Linked DNA regions of Mus musculus: all the other regions are linked to region 2. A link is a contact called in public HiChIP or PLAC-seq and promoter capture Hi-C data. All regions are on one chromosome and are shown on one strand. Each heading gives the region's core, a stretch centred on a gene start, on an enhancer-like site or on the middle of the called end of the contact. The rest is flanking DNA. Distances are from core to core; before and after follow the strand shown.

Region 1 (3,640 bases), core at 863-3,362, 280 kb before region 2:
TGTGCTGGTTGCTGAGAGCAGATCTGTCACTTTAAGGAAGTTCACTGGCAGAGAAAATAAATTCAATAGAAGTAATTGCTCTTTTAAATATCCTACAGATGTGAGAATTTAAGATACCTCACAATAACTTCTGGAGACAGGTTTAAGAACACACATACAGAGATATCCTGTAGATAGGTTGGTTAAAAAAATAGATTCAGATAATAAAGTATAAATGGATAAGCTTTCCAAGATGTCAGTTATTACTGGCTAATCCACATTAACAGAAAGAAATAATTTGTTTTGTTTTGTTTTTTATATAAATGGTTGTGTTATTTCTGCTTGTATCAAAGCATCAAAAAAGGAGAGAGTAGTGAGTCTTCGTGGATGGCGATATTACTAATTTATACTCAGTATCTCCTCAGTTATAATTCCATATTTGTAAGAGTAAGAAAACCAGAATTCTATAGGAAAACATGTACAGAAGCACCCAGCACCGTATCAGCCACATAACAAGTAATCAACACTGTGCATTTGCCGTGTAGCAAGCAGAGATAATTTAGGGAGTTTATTGCAGTGAATGTTAATTAGAGTGAGGCAGAGGCAAGAGTGAGAAGGTGGCAAACCAGCGTCTACACCTGTAGCCTTGGACAGGTGCTGAAGGTTTCTGCACGCTGGTTTCATTGGCTCATAAAATGGAGATGCTAAGACCTTACTCGTGGGGAATATTAAATCATTCATTGCACAGAATGCATTTGGAATAGTGGATGGCAGTGGCAAACACTCAATAAATTTCAATGACTCTTACATTACATGCAAAGGACTGTGCTAAGAGTTGTCAAGGGTCATGACTCTCAGAGATAAATGTAGTTTGGTTCCGTTTGCAAGCTTCCCACTGTGTATGGTGAGAGGGAGGCGAGGGAGGCAGCCTTTATTACACGGGTCAGTTCTTAGTATTACAGGTAGAATCACCCCATGTGAGCTCCAAATGTCTTTCCTCCCTCTTCTGTGCCTACATTTTCTTCTGCCTCCTACATTCCTTGGAAGTAAGAGCCAGTAACATCCATCTTTGGTACTTATTAGCCCCCACAGCCACCAGTGCAGTAAATTGTACTCAGATGGCTTTGAAAGTTTGTTAGGAGCAGAAAGTAAGGTAATTCCACTGGTGTTGCAATGTGTCACTAGAGAGTCTGAGATGTGGGAGGTAGGGGGAGACTCCTGGATCTTGCCTTACATAAGAACCTTTCCGAGTTGATTCACTGAGGCAGACCCTAATGGCTGTCTGCTCATGCAAGGCCTTACCTTGGAACCTCTCCTGGTTGTCTAGCTGAGGCTAGTCTTGATGGCGGCCTGCACAGTATTTTCATCTTGCTGATAGAACTCTGAATTTGTTTGCATTTTGCTTAAGTAGATTTTTGAAGCCAAAGGACAATTTTATTAGAGTTTGAAAGAGAAACAACAGGGCCGCCAAAGAGTTGATCTCTACAGATTCAGGAAAGATGGAGAGGAGGCAAAGAGGAAGTCAGGACTTTTTTGAATTGGCAAACAGCCACATGGTGGACAGAGATGGGGCTCAGGGAACAAGTGAGATTATCCAGACCCCTAGAAAAGCACGCTTGTGTTTTAACCAATATAAGGAAAGAAAAGAGAGAGAGAAAAAAAGAAGAAACAGAAAAGAAGGAAAATGAAAAGTGGAAACTTGTTTGTTTTGTGTGTTAGAATTCACAGCCAAAACTAAAAACAAGAAAACAACAACAATAACAATAACAAAAACCCCAAACAGTTTAACCAGAAATGGGCAGGATTACCTATGCTGTTTGGTGGCAGTTATATAAGTGGCTTGGTCATATATTTTGGGGTCTAAGGTCCATAATGTGGTTTCCACTTGGCATCAGGAGTGAATGGAGATTAGCTTTAGGAGTCGCCATAAGACACGCTTGGGGAATGGGATCTTGGGTAAAGTTTCACTGCTCCCAGAAGGACTTTCTTCGGGGAGCTGTTTCCGTCCTGCTCTGAGGTTATCTGCGTGTGGCCATTCAGCATCCACAGCAGCCTGAGATCCTGAGAGGAGGCAGCCTAGAATAACAAGCAGGGACATTTGCTTTTGTATCTGTGCATGAATATTACTTACTGCTGGAACGAGACCGAGCTCATTGACCATTCTACCCACATTCCTCCCTGTAATCGACGTAAGTGCTGAGCAACCTCTTTATTTGCATAAGTGGAGGGGAATGGAAGATGATTATCTAACGGTGCTTCATTTATTCCTTCTGAATAATTGCTCTAATCAGGGATTCATTTTTGGTGCTCTCTCTGCGGACATTGGATCCTTTGGTTTTATCAAAGCAAAGATTTGAAAGTCACCTAAGTCCAACAGCAAGAGAGATGTGTAGTGCTCCCAGTAGGGTCACTGACTTTCTCTACCTGAAAATGACATGTGTAATGGTCTCCTTGGGTTACAAAGATGTTTAACATCACAAGGCTGGGCTTGAGAAATGCCTCTCTTCTATGGAACAATAGTGAGAGTATGAAGAAGGAATTATGGTGGGGAAAAGAAACAGAATTATGCTTAACATTCAGTTATCTCTCAGGGTAGTTATGCTTAAGAAGAGTTACAAATGAAAACCAAGGAACAGGATGCGATTACTACAGTACCACACACGTTCTAATATCCCCTGAGAAGCCTGCATTCTCCCAACCTTTTATGACATTTCTGTTCTTTAAAGGAAAGGGGAAGTACTAAGTTACCAAAGACCTTTTGGTCATGTCTGATGAACACAGTGGTTCTTTAAAAGATTGAATTTTTGAAGAGATCTTATTTATTTTTATTTTATGTGTATGAGTGTTTTCCTGGTGCCTGTGGAGATCAGCAGGAGGTGCCAGGCTCCCTGGAACCGGCGTCATGAACATTTGTAAGCTGTGTGGGTGCTATGTGGGGGCTGAGAATGAAACCCAGGTCTTCTGGAAGATCAGCCAGTTCTCTTACCTGTTGAGTCATCTCTCCCAAGTCCCAAAATTTAATTTAAAAAGTATTAATAAAGAGCAATAGATATGAAGAACAATGGGACTTTTTTAAATTCATAGAATCATCACCCTTTGAATGATGATCAGGAATAAGGAATAACGTCTTTAACATTTAAGCTTTTTAAAAAGCCCCCAAATTGCCTCACTCTCTGACTTCTCTATTGGTATAACCAAACTCAGCTCATTACGTTTGAATTTATTCTCCCAGGACAGAAAACTATCTGTCCAGGAACGAGAGGTTCTGTATTGGCTGAGTCTTAATGTAGAGATTAGAGGCTGTGAAGGCTTTGCTTTGTTTGCAGTTTGGGACATATCTACTGTCATCATTGTCCCATTTTTATATCTCATGTATACATGTAGAATTAATGTGGCACTGCTACTAATATATAAGAAATATGATATAGCAACTTTCAGAAAATGGGAATGTTAGTAGAAAATTATATTAAAACCTAGAAAGAGCTTACATTAACCTTTTCAGGATGATATTTCTTTGGTGAGAAATGAAACAAAACAAAACAATTGGTATGACCACATTACTAAAAGTCAATTTCATCAAAGACATACAGTCCAATGTCAAGGTCATGGTCAATTCAGTGTTTCTCCTTTTCGTTAAGGATATATCTACTTGAAAAAGATC
Region 2 (3,286 bases), core at 709-3,208:
TTTGTTAATCATTGCTATGAGAGAAGAGTGTTTTGTGCAATCACTGCTTGAAAAATAGGTTAAAATCCTCCAAAACTATTATGTTCAGCAACCCTGCTCATCAGATTTGTTTTGGTCATTTGCTTCTATGTCAGTTTTCAAAAGTTGAACTTGTTAGACACACAGAGTCCTTCCTTCACCGTCCCAATATTAAGAAGCACAGAGAGCTGAACCTGATGGTGCTGCCTGCAACACTGACTCCTAGGGAGGTTAAGTAGGTTCAAGGCCTGCCTGGGCTACATAGAGAACACTGGGTCAGCCTGGGCAACTTAGTAAGATGCAGTCCTCAAACAAAGCAAAAAAACCAAAAACAGAAAAAAAGTATGAATCTGAAGCTCAGAGGCAGAGCAATTCCCAGCTCTTGTGAGGCCACAGGAGTTACTCATTCCCCAGTGTCTCTTTTTTAAAAAAGGAATCTGTTCAACTGAAAGCATATGTGCGAACAAGAGATACTTCCCTAAACCAAAAAAATGCTTACAAAAAGGACTTTAAGCAGAGTGTGTAAAACATCATGGCTTCTCGCAGGCCTGCTGCCTTTTATGTACTGGTAATTGAAAGGCCCACGAAACACTGTTTTATAGGTAGCTTCTTTAGCATGATGTCACATGAATTGAAGATTGATATCAGATTCTATACTTCTTATGACCTATAATTAGGGTGTGTGACTTTCAGTGGCCACGGGACTGAAAATCCATTTCCCAATAAAGGAGTAATTATTACTACGTGGGGGAGTACTTGTCTTTTAAAAATAGGTTAAGTATAACTTTTTTTTTTCGAGACACCTAATCTAAATCGAATCATTGTTTTGTATCCTTCAGAGACATTCTGAGAACTAATGTGGCCATCCTTATTTTATAAATTAAAAAAGAAAGAAAGAAAAGAAAACAACAAGAAGAGTGATCCAATGCAGCGAGGTGACTTGTGCAGCTCTGAGAGACACGGTGGTTAAGACAAGCCTGGCTTCCTGGCTTTCAAGTCTCTACTGCCCCCTTTAAAATCTGAAGGAAAAGAGACTTGTAGCAAACCTCTGGAAAGACTGCTGGTGAATGAAGAGTTTGCAGGGTAAGGTTGAAACAGCCCTCTAGCGTGACTGAAAGTCCTGCATGTCCTCTTTCAGCCTTCGGGCTTCACTCCTGAGGAACATTTCCCGAGGCATGGTCTCCCTGCTCTCTCGAAATCTCGAATGGTGCAAGAACTAAAGGCGAAGAATTTTGAAGTCAACTAATTGGACAAAGAAAGACTGTTTTACGACCCACTGCTGTTCTCTACGTTCTTCCCGAGGGACAGTTTTGCCAGTGTTCCGCTGGGACACCTGGGCTTGTGATCTGAAGGCGCAGGGTTCCAGGGACACCTGTTAAGGGCTTTGCTGCTCCCGTCCCCCAGGCACTGGACTCGTGTTAACCACAGTTCCTGTGCCTGCGCTGTGTGGCAGGGCGCGCTGGCTGTTTGTCCTTGGGATCCAGCTTCTGCGAGGAGTTCGTTCTCCTCCTTGGTTTTTACACAAGGAAACTCCTAGCCCAGAGTGGGATTCTGCCCCTCCACCCCAAGTGTGGAACCTCTCTCCAGCCCACACCCGCAAGCCTGAGGTGTCTGTCGCTGTTCACATAGCCAGGGACCACAGCTCCCTCCCTGCATCGGGGTTCGCCACTGCCCTGCACTTTTCTCTGCAGATTAGGTGAACTCCTAAGTGGAGTGAATAGCAGCTGCAGGGAGTGGTGGCGAGGAACGATGAGGCGCTACGCTGCATAGCGTGCAACTAAGGTTGGAGGACACTAATCTCCAGTCTCTGACTACGGGGAACTTATCTGCCTCACTCCCTCGCTCCGCAGTTCCCCTACCTGTGTCCTTTCCTTCCAGGGCGGCGTTTCTCTCCACTTCTATCTCCGATCCTCCTCCCTCCCCACCCACTCCTACCCGGGGCTCTGAGCTGTGCAGTGCGGGGTCCCTGATCGAGTGGCTTTAGAGGTCCACCGAGAAGCCGAGCAGGCACAGCATTGCAGCTGTTCCGCTTTGCCGCTCCTGCTTCTGATCTCACTTGCTGGCTCACACCAAATCGGACCTGCTTTGGGTGCCTCCCAGGACTGTCTCCAGACTGGCTGTTTAGATAATCCCTTGCTTGAAATTCCTGGATTCCTCATCTGAGAAGGAACGCGCAAGAGTCAATACAGTAAGTAAGTTCAAACTCCAGTTCTCCTTCTGAGATCATGAACAGCCCTAGAGGAGCCCCGGGTCCTGTCAGGGGTAAGAGGGCATGGGGATGTGTTCCGAAGGGGAGCCGCCCACCCCTCCAGGCATTAAGTGGAACACTGGAACTAGGTGGGCTAGTACCACTTCGCTTTTCTTCTTTTGCTGGACTTTTTCTTTTCTGCTGAAGGTTATAGACTGTTCCTTGATTGAGCGCTACAGTATGAGACAGTAAGATATGACTTTGCCCCCTCTTTAAAACTCAAGCACTTTCTGAAGTGCAAGATCATGTAGGGTTTTCTAAGGCTGTTCAAAAATAGAGATTTATTTAGGCTTCCATTCATTTCCCCAAGATGGGGTCACCTACTAGTAGAAGTCTGTGGTTGTGTGGCATGGTGGTGGTGGTGGTGGGGCAGTAATATTTAAATGTCATTCTTAGTAGAGACTAGTCATTAAAATCCCAGTGTCATTTAAGAGACTACACTACTGTCAAAGACAGGAAGCACAAATACAGGAAAGAGAAGCATTCGCTGACTTTTCAGATGATCCATCCATCTCTACTTAGGCAAACAATAATGCCCTGTATGTTGCAGTGTTAAAGACCGCATCTCCCCTCACAGGAGATCCAACAGGTGCAGGCAACTATAGTTTGTAGCATGGAACTTGGGGGTTTTCCCTGGGAAAACAATACTGGAAGGAGGGCTAGACAGGGATGTCACACTTTGCCCACCTGGAGTGACTCTATCTCAGAAATAACTTGCAATTCCAGTGATTTCAGCATGTAGTTAAAGCAGGAGAAGGTTTCTGGCTTATTAAAGAAAGCACCTAGAGCGTCAGAAGGAAAAAAGCATCATTTCCCTTTCTACACTGACTGCTTCTGTAATAAACTCAGTCAAGGGGCACCTGTTCAAGAGAACAGCGCTATTCAGAGTTTTGAATTTCTTGAATAACCTGAATGTCTCATTTTGCCTTGTTTCAAGGAAAGGCTCTCCCCCTTGCCTCTTTCTGGTTTGACTGGGGGCCTCAGGAGTGTCACGCGTGGCAGTGTCTACCCTCACGTTCT
Region 3 (3,218 bases), core at 531-3,030, 480 kb before region 2:
AGTTGAAGCAGTAGTCAGCAACCAGCAATTTTTGGAACACCTTATAATTAGAAACCTAGAGCTAAAAGTTCTCAGCTATAACCCAAATGAAATACAAAACATTTTGTCCCATAAGACTTCCTAGTCTAACGGGTCGAGATGGCTTCGAGGCGTTCATCGCCTCCGCTCTGCACTGCCAACTTACAAGGGACTTCCTGTCACTATGTTAGTTTGGGGTAGTTTTTCCTTATAATTAATCAACATGGTCTCATTCTCATTTGTGAAAATTCAAATAATCCTAATTACCATAATTAAAGCAGCGAAGAACAACTCATTTAAAAGAACGAGTCCTTTTGTATAAGAAATATAATGGTAAATTCAATTGTATGAGTAAAATAGCACAACAATGAAGCAGACAGAAAGTGCACATAATAATGAGACAAGGAAGACAATAGAAGTACAAATTACCCAGAAATATCGCCTCAGCTGGTTATTTTAGTTTAATTCCCTCCAAAATGTATTGTTCTTTACTCTCTGATATCAAGATTTTTGAATGGTGAGCCAAAAAACCCACCACCACCACCACCACCACCACCACCACCACCACCACAAAAAACACCTGAAATAATATACAGCCTGGGTAACTAATTAGGATGTCACTAGGTCCTTGGTCATAGTTGACATGTTTTATAAACTAGAATGTGTCAGAAACTCCAGTAATTTAGATTTCTTTCTTTTGTTTTTCTTTGGGGCTTAATTTGGGGAATGATGTCAGTATTTAGAAGTTATCTGAAAAGAACACGAATCCTTCCAAAGAGCCCACTGCCTCATAACTAATGTCTTCGGAATTTGCTATACGTTTTCAAAGGCAATTAATTTGCCCTCTTCCTTTTATGTCTTCAAAAGGATATGAAAAGTTCCTCTTAGGGCTGCGGGTGTAGAACGCTTGCTTGGTCAGTACAGAGAAAGCTCTGCTTCATTCCTCAACATGACAACATTACAAAACTAAAATATTACAAATAAAACAAAGACTAGAGGTAAACCATACTAAACCCCAAACCTTCTGCTCATTACAGACAAATGTCTGGAATTACCAGCTGGAGAACAGTTCTTACCCAGTGTTTTGTTCTGTTAGAATGATGTCTCTGGAGTTTAAAGGGACAAACATGTGGAGGGATTCAGGAGGCTGGCAGTGTAGCTTAGTTGTAGAGAGCTTTACTGCCATGCCCAGGGGTTCTCAACCTGTGGGTCACGACTCCTTTGGCAAACCTCTATTTCCAAAAATATTTACGTTATGATTCATAAAAGTAATAAAATTAAGGTTAGGGAGTAGTAACTAAAAACAATTTTCTAGTTGCGGGTCATCACAACATGAGGAACTGCATCTAAGGGTTGCAGCATGAGGAATTCTATGCTGGATCAATCCCCAGCAACCGTGAGAGTATACTAACACACAGCTGCAGTTTTAAAGACTGCATCTGAATCAGCCTGAACGACAGATGTCAAGATCTCTCGTTATCCTAGGGCCTCCCTCTGGACATCACATTTCCCCATACACTTGTCAGGCTCATCTAAGAATTTGCCTCCCTGGCCTGGCATTTAAAAAGCTAAGTACAAAGGACTTGTAGACTCTGAACTCAGGGCTCCTTGCGGAAGAATTAACAGAGAGAAGAGAAAGCACATACCCAGACTGTGCTGGCCACGCTCAAGATGAGGCAGGTGACCCTCAGGGACAGCATGGTGTCTGCGTTTAGGGATGGCTCATGAGGAGAACTGGAGCTGAAGCGAAGGAGGACTGACTGCACTCACAGCTCCAACCCTACTTAAACCGGCAGGAGGTTAATCATCACCCTTGGCCCACTCAAGCAGCCAAAGCTCACAGTGTGTCCTGTGCTCTGACCATAATAACCAAGGTATCCCAGAAACTCTTGCTCAATTCTCTGTAGCTTGTTTGTTTCCGATAAGTTGTTGCAAATGGTAGCATTTGATTGTGCAGTCAGCAGTTGGGGGGTGGGGGGAATCTACATTCCAGGAAATGGGGGCCTTGGAAGCTGGGGAGATGAACACAGTTCACACCTGAAGGAAGTAAGAGAGCAGCCAGGGCACTCTGGCTATCACTTCTGTGGAGCAGAGACATTGGACTGTGTGTGGGATTCAGAGTTCATCTGAATTTCAGAATGACCTGAAAGCCTACAATAAGCTTATGTTAAACGGGTTGTTTTCCTCCAGCCAGAGGTCAAGACAGTAGCTGCTGGCGACCAATGCCAGCATCCACAGTCCTAGCTCCAGCTTCCTGGCTCTGAGCACTTATGAAGGTTAACTGTCCATCCTTGGGAATCAGTCTCCTCTCTTAAAGACCAGGGCAAAGGCAACATCCTACACATGTTAGTAAACAAATGGGTGAATTATTTCAAGGCCTCCCGAGGAGTGGTTGTCACCACGGCCTGGGAGGAAGTGCTGGCCATGATTGGAGAAGTACATGGAAAATGTACTGTACTTCCTGCCTTTGGGCTTGATCTCTCTTCATCTGCTCTTCATTTCCATGTACAATTCTTCTGGACTCAGTGAAACTTCTGTGTGACCCAACCACGCACCCACTAATATTCCCCCCCCCCCCAAAAAGCAACAGCTGGATTTTGAACAGAATATTCATTGTTCACAATTCCACACTATGGAAGCAGCCTCAGACAATGGATGAATGGATAAAGAAAAGGGGTGGATACAAGAGATTATTGTTCAGCCTGTGAAAAGAAGAAATTCACACATTTGGGGAAATGTACGGGAGCCTTGAGGATATCACACTAAGCGAACGATGTGACTTCACTTCCGTGTGAAACCTTTAATGTGCAACTCAAGAGACTGGGACACAGTAGTGGTTTCCTGGAGACGAGAAATGAGGGAAACAGAAAGGAAGAAAAAAGAGGAAAAGGGAAAGATAATCAAAGAAGGTGATGCATATACTAATGAGCTCAAAGGGGTGGTTATTTCACATCAAACATACAGCACTTTTACATATCAGTCACGGTTCAATAAAATGATTAAAAAAAACCCTTTGACTTAAGTGTGCTGTATTTAGTAATAAACACTGAGAATGAGCAGCCAAATCTGAATCTCAGACAGACAACCAATATATCTTAGTGTATGCATGTCTTCTGCCGTGTTTGGAGTATGCTTATACTAGAATGTAGTTGTTCATGTGAAATGCAAACGTAACAGGGTATTCTGTTAGCTGGCAACCA
Region 4 (3,550 bases), core at 784-3,283, 330 kb before region 2:
CAGAGACGGATGGAGGAATCTCTAGCGACACACTGACCTTTGGGTAGAAAATTCACCTTTATTTCTATCAGGCCTAAACTGGAAAGAAAACGTTTTATAAGGACTTTCCATTACTTTTTTTTTTTAACCTTTGGAAGTTTGTATATTATAGGACATTTATGAACCTAACCTCTAAATAATCCCGAAGCTTATATTTCATAAGGGGAAAATAGACGTATATACATCCAAGCTACTCTAACCAATTATTTTATACATCCTTTCCATTTTAAAGAATATTTATTAATTTTAAACTATGTAAAGGTGTGTTTGTGTGTGTGTGTGTGTGCGTGTGGGTATGTGCCCACAGAAGCCAGAGGTGGTCTATCTCCTAGAGGCAGAGTTACAGACAGTTAAAACCATTGGGATTGAATGTGGCTCCTCTGGAAGAACAGCCAGGGTTGGTTCTTAAATGCTGAACCTTTTCTCCTGGTCCCTTCCACTGTTTAACCATTTCTTTCCATTCCCACAGACAGCATAATTTCCCTTTGAGCTGCTGATAGATTTTCTCCTGTTTTCGCCATCAGCAAAGGCTTATCCCAATTCTGGCTTCTTTTCAGACAAAAGAACACCTGCATTTCACATCTTTCTTCATTTGGGTCATCTTTCCCCATAAAGCATCTAAAAATTTCTATTTTGCAGTCTATTCTTAAAGAATTCTCGTAGCATAAAGGTTTCAGATGCCCTCTTCTTGGAAACTTAAGAAATAAAGGCTATTCCTTTATGTTTTGGTTGCAGAAGGCATAAATCTTTTATAGCAGTCAATGAAAAATACATCTGCTAATAAAATTTGCTCAGTTTCTTTAAGACTTTGAGGGAGAGGATGTACCCTGTAACTTGAGTCTTTAACATTGTCTTTCTAAAGCAAGTTTCTAAGGCCTCACTCTAATGACCTTTATGAAACTCTTGTTCACTTGGTTTCCTTTATACTGGGGATGGGGTGTGAAAAGAGAACACACTGGAAATGTTAAGTAGTCCTCCAGGCTACCTCCAAGACCTCATTCACACCTCACAATAAAATATCGCCACCTACTGGCTTCTACAGGCTCCTACAACGACGCTTAAAATCAGCTAGTCTGTAAAATCAAGTCTGTAAAATTCAGACATGAAAATGAATGTGAAGAACCTTTCTTTCCTGGACAAAACAAAACAAACGAACAATGTTTAACAAACCTTCCTCTTGTAGTTTTTGAGGTTAAAAAAATCTTTAAAAACAAAGCCAAACTAGTGTATTAGATGTGGCTCAGGCTTTCAACTTGTTTGGAAAATACTGTGCAGAGCAGAGTTTAGGAATAACTGCTTTCCGAGTTACCAACGCCTCCCAGGTATTGTGCATAGCGTTCTCCTTGGGGGGCACCTTTTGGGATAGTAACATATCACAAGCCGCTTGATGCACACGTTGTGTAAACGCCCACAGCTCTCTTGAGTCGGTTTCCCTGTCTGTAAAACATGCTATAACTTAGTTTTAAAAACCCTGTGAGAACGGACGAAGATGCCCTGGAACTGCTTTTGGCACGTAGAAACATAAAAGGGCTAAAACTCTGTTAACGTTATTTACGATCCCAGTCTCATCATATCTGTTTTAAGGGGAATCAGAAATTAAGGGGCCACCCCTCCCATCCTCATTTACAAAAGTCCCCATGACTGTTTTGCACCCAACAAGGCGTTCAATCAAGATTTGCAAACTTCATCCAGCCAGACAAAGAACTTTCTCAACCTACCTACATCTCCCTTAAGGGAAGCACTGCAAGTTCACTTTGTAACTTTTGTTTAGTAACGCCTTCAAGTCTTCCACGCGCCAAACTTCACTCGCCCAGACTGGCTTTTCTCCTCCTGATTGGCCAGCGAGCGTGCCACTCCAAGTCCCTTTCGCCTGTCGCAAGTGCCTCCTCCGGCCTCAAGCCTCAGTCCCGCCTCCTCGCCCCCACCGGCGGCCGCTGATTGGTCGAGGTGGGGCCACTCCACGTGAGGCACGCTAGGCTGAGGCGAAGAGCCCGTGGCCCCGAGGCGCGAGGACAGCACGAGCGCCACTGGCCACGCCCTGCCCCGTCCGGCCCCGCGGCGACTCCTCTGACCACCGCTTCCGCCCGCAGCGCCGATCCGAAGCTCTGGCGGCGGTTTGTGCTCGTTGGTCCAGGGATTTTTAGGTCTGGCCTCTGAAGACCCGACGGGGTGAGGCGGGAATGGGAGCTGCGGGGGTGACCGGCAAACCGCTGCCAACGGCCGCAGTCGGGGGTGCCCTCGTGCGGGGTCCGGGGCGCCACCGTCGGGCGGTGTCCGCGGGCTGGCCTGCGCGGCCGCCCCGTCGACAGCGGCTCCGGGGTCTCGGGCTCCCTGCGCGGCCGCCCCGTCGACAGCGGCTCTCGGGTCTCGGGCTCCCTGCGCGGCTGCCCAGTCGGCAGAAGCTCCGGGACCTCGGGGTCCTGGCCGCTGCTTCCCGACCTCGCTGGCCTCCCGTCGCCGTTGTGTCCGCTCGCCGCGCCGCCCAGAGTTCCTAGCGGGGGCCGGGCCTCGAACTTTCCGCCGCCCCGACTGGGAAGCGGCCGGGCTGCCTAGGGGATCTGCGTGAGTGGTTGTCGGGAGCCAACTGCCCGACGGGCCGGATAACACTCTTAGTGCAGCCTGGGGTGAGGGAGGACCACGGAGCCGGTCCAGGGGCCCGGTGGATGCTGGTGGACTGGCTTCCTGGTGAATTTATGAGAAGGGGACCCCAGGGGACTCAGAAAAAGCACCTCATTTAGCCTTCTAGAATTAGGTTAAAACCAGGAAGCACTATAGGTAGCATCAAGGTGGTAACAGCCCATCATTTATGAATATGCATGTGGAAATAGGCTAATTTAAATAACTAGCAGTTTTCATTTCAAGGGATTAGGGCAATGAGATGCTTCAGAAACTTCCTTTGTAGTCATAAGAATCAACCTTAGCGCTGTGATAGGTAGATTTGTTTTTAAGTATACCTGTTTAAAATATTGTCTCAATCACTAACTGTGCCACTGAGGACATTCGGATCTTGTTAGCACTGTATTTGCCAAATAACCAACTAATGCCTTATTTCCTGCGTGTGGCCATGTTTTAAGTGCTAATTTTCATATAAGAGTCTTGGACTTTAAAATATTAATGCCAAAATTATAAAACAGCTCATGTAAGGTGCAAACATCCTTATAAAGTAAGAAATATTAAAACCAAGAATATATATTCAACTGTGTATGGGTGAAGTTACGCTTTAAGCGTTCAGTGGTATTGTTTTCATTGGTGGAAAACTTAAGAGGTACCAGAAGTTAAGAAAGGATTGCAAATAAGTAATTTGTGTAAATTAAAAATTTTTAATGCTGTTAACTTTAATATCTGTTGGTTGGTAAGGTAAAAAGATAAGGGGAAATGTGATTTCTGTGTTCAAATTAATAAGACTTCAAATGACACTACAGATGACAGTGTCTTTAGTCAGGAAAGCATTTATAGGTATCTCTCATAAACTGAAAGAGCACATCGCTTTTGGGTTTAGTATTTAACATTT

Evidence for each region. Promoter capture Hi-C pulls out the DNA fragments that hold promoters and counts their contacts. HiChIP or PLAC-seq counts read pairs in DNA pulled down with a chosen protein or histone mark.
Region 1: an H3K27ac HiChIP or PLAC-seq map of VIP interneurons shows a contact between it and region 2, with 4 times the contacts expected there. The contact joins the enhancer-like site here to the promoter of Npy2r in region 2. A contact is called at or near these places in 2 of 484 Hi-C or Micro-C datasets (cortical neurons and embryonic stem cells), 3 of 115 datasets of contacts at active chromatin or transcription factors (VIP interneurons, embryonic forebrain and forebrain) and 2 of 9 other capture datasets (adipose tissue and embryonic stem cells).
Region 3: a contact with region 2 is called in a promoter capture Hi-C map of hippocampal neurons, with 2.1 times the contacts expected there. The contact joins the promoter of Fga here to the promoter of Npy2r in region 2. A contact is called at or near these places in 1 of 39 promoter capture datasets (hippocampal neurons) and 1 of 9 other capture datasets (adipose tissue).
Region 4: a contact with region 2 is called in a promoter capture Hi-C map of liver, with 2.4 times the contacts expected there. The contact joins the promoter of Rbm46 here to the promoter of Npy2r in region 2. A contact is called at or near these places in 7 of 39 promoter capture datasets (the HPC-7 cell line, embryonic stem cells, frontonasal cranial neural crest and 3 more), 1 of 484 Hi-C or Micro-C datasets (nephron progenitors) and 1 of 115 datasets of contacts at active chromatin or transcription factors (forebrain).

Annotation. Positions count from the first base shown.
Region 1 is chr3:82,823,858-82,827,497 of GRCm38.p6, reverse strand. No RefSeq gene overlaps it. Among named protein-coding and RNA genes, the nearest start is that of Rbm46, 51 kb to the left of the region's middle. Within about 2 kb of position 2,112, at least 2 of the 459 cell types and tissues checked have an H3K27ac peak or open chromatin away from gene starts, as enhancers often do. A contact at or near this core is called in VIP interneurons, where this site is marked.
Region 2 is chr3:82,546,757-82,550,042 of GRCm38.p6, reverse strand. Npy2r (neuropeptide Y receptor Y2) reads left to right here and starts at 1,958. Exons shown (of 2, transcript NM_008731.3): 1 at 1,958-2,206.
Region 3 is chr3:83,024,715-83,027,932 of GRCm38.p6, reverse strand. It overlaps Fga (fibrinogen alpha chain), which reads right to left and starts at 1,780. Exons shown (of 6, transcript NM_001111048.2): 1 at 1,665-1,780. The coding sequence starts at 1,718.
Region 4 is chr3:82,874,966-82,878,515 of GRCm38.p6, reverse strand. Rbm46 (RNA binding motif protein 46) reads left to right here and starts at 2,033. Exons shown (of 6, transcript NM_001277170.1): 1 at 2,033-2,208. It overlaps Rbm46os (RNA binding motif protein 46, opposite strand), which reads right to left and starts at 1,811. Exons shown (of 4, transcript NR_040382.1): 1 at 1,758-1,811.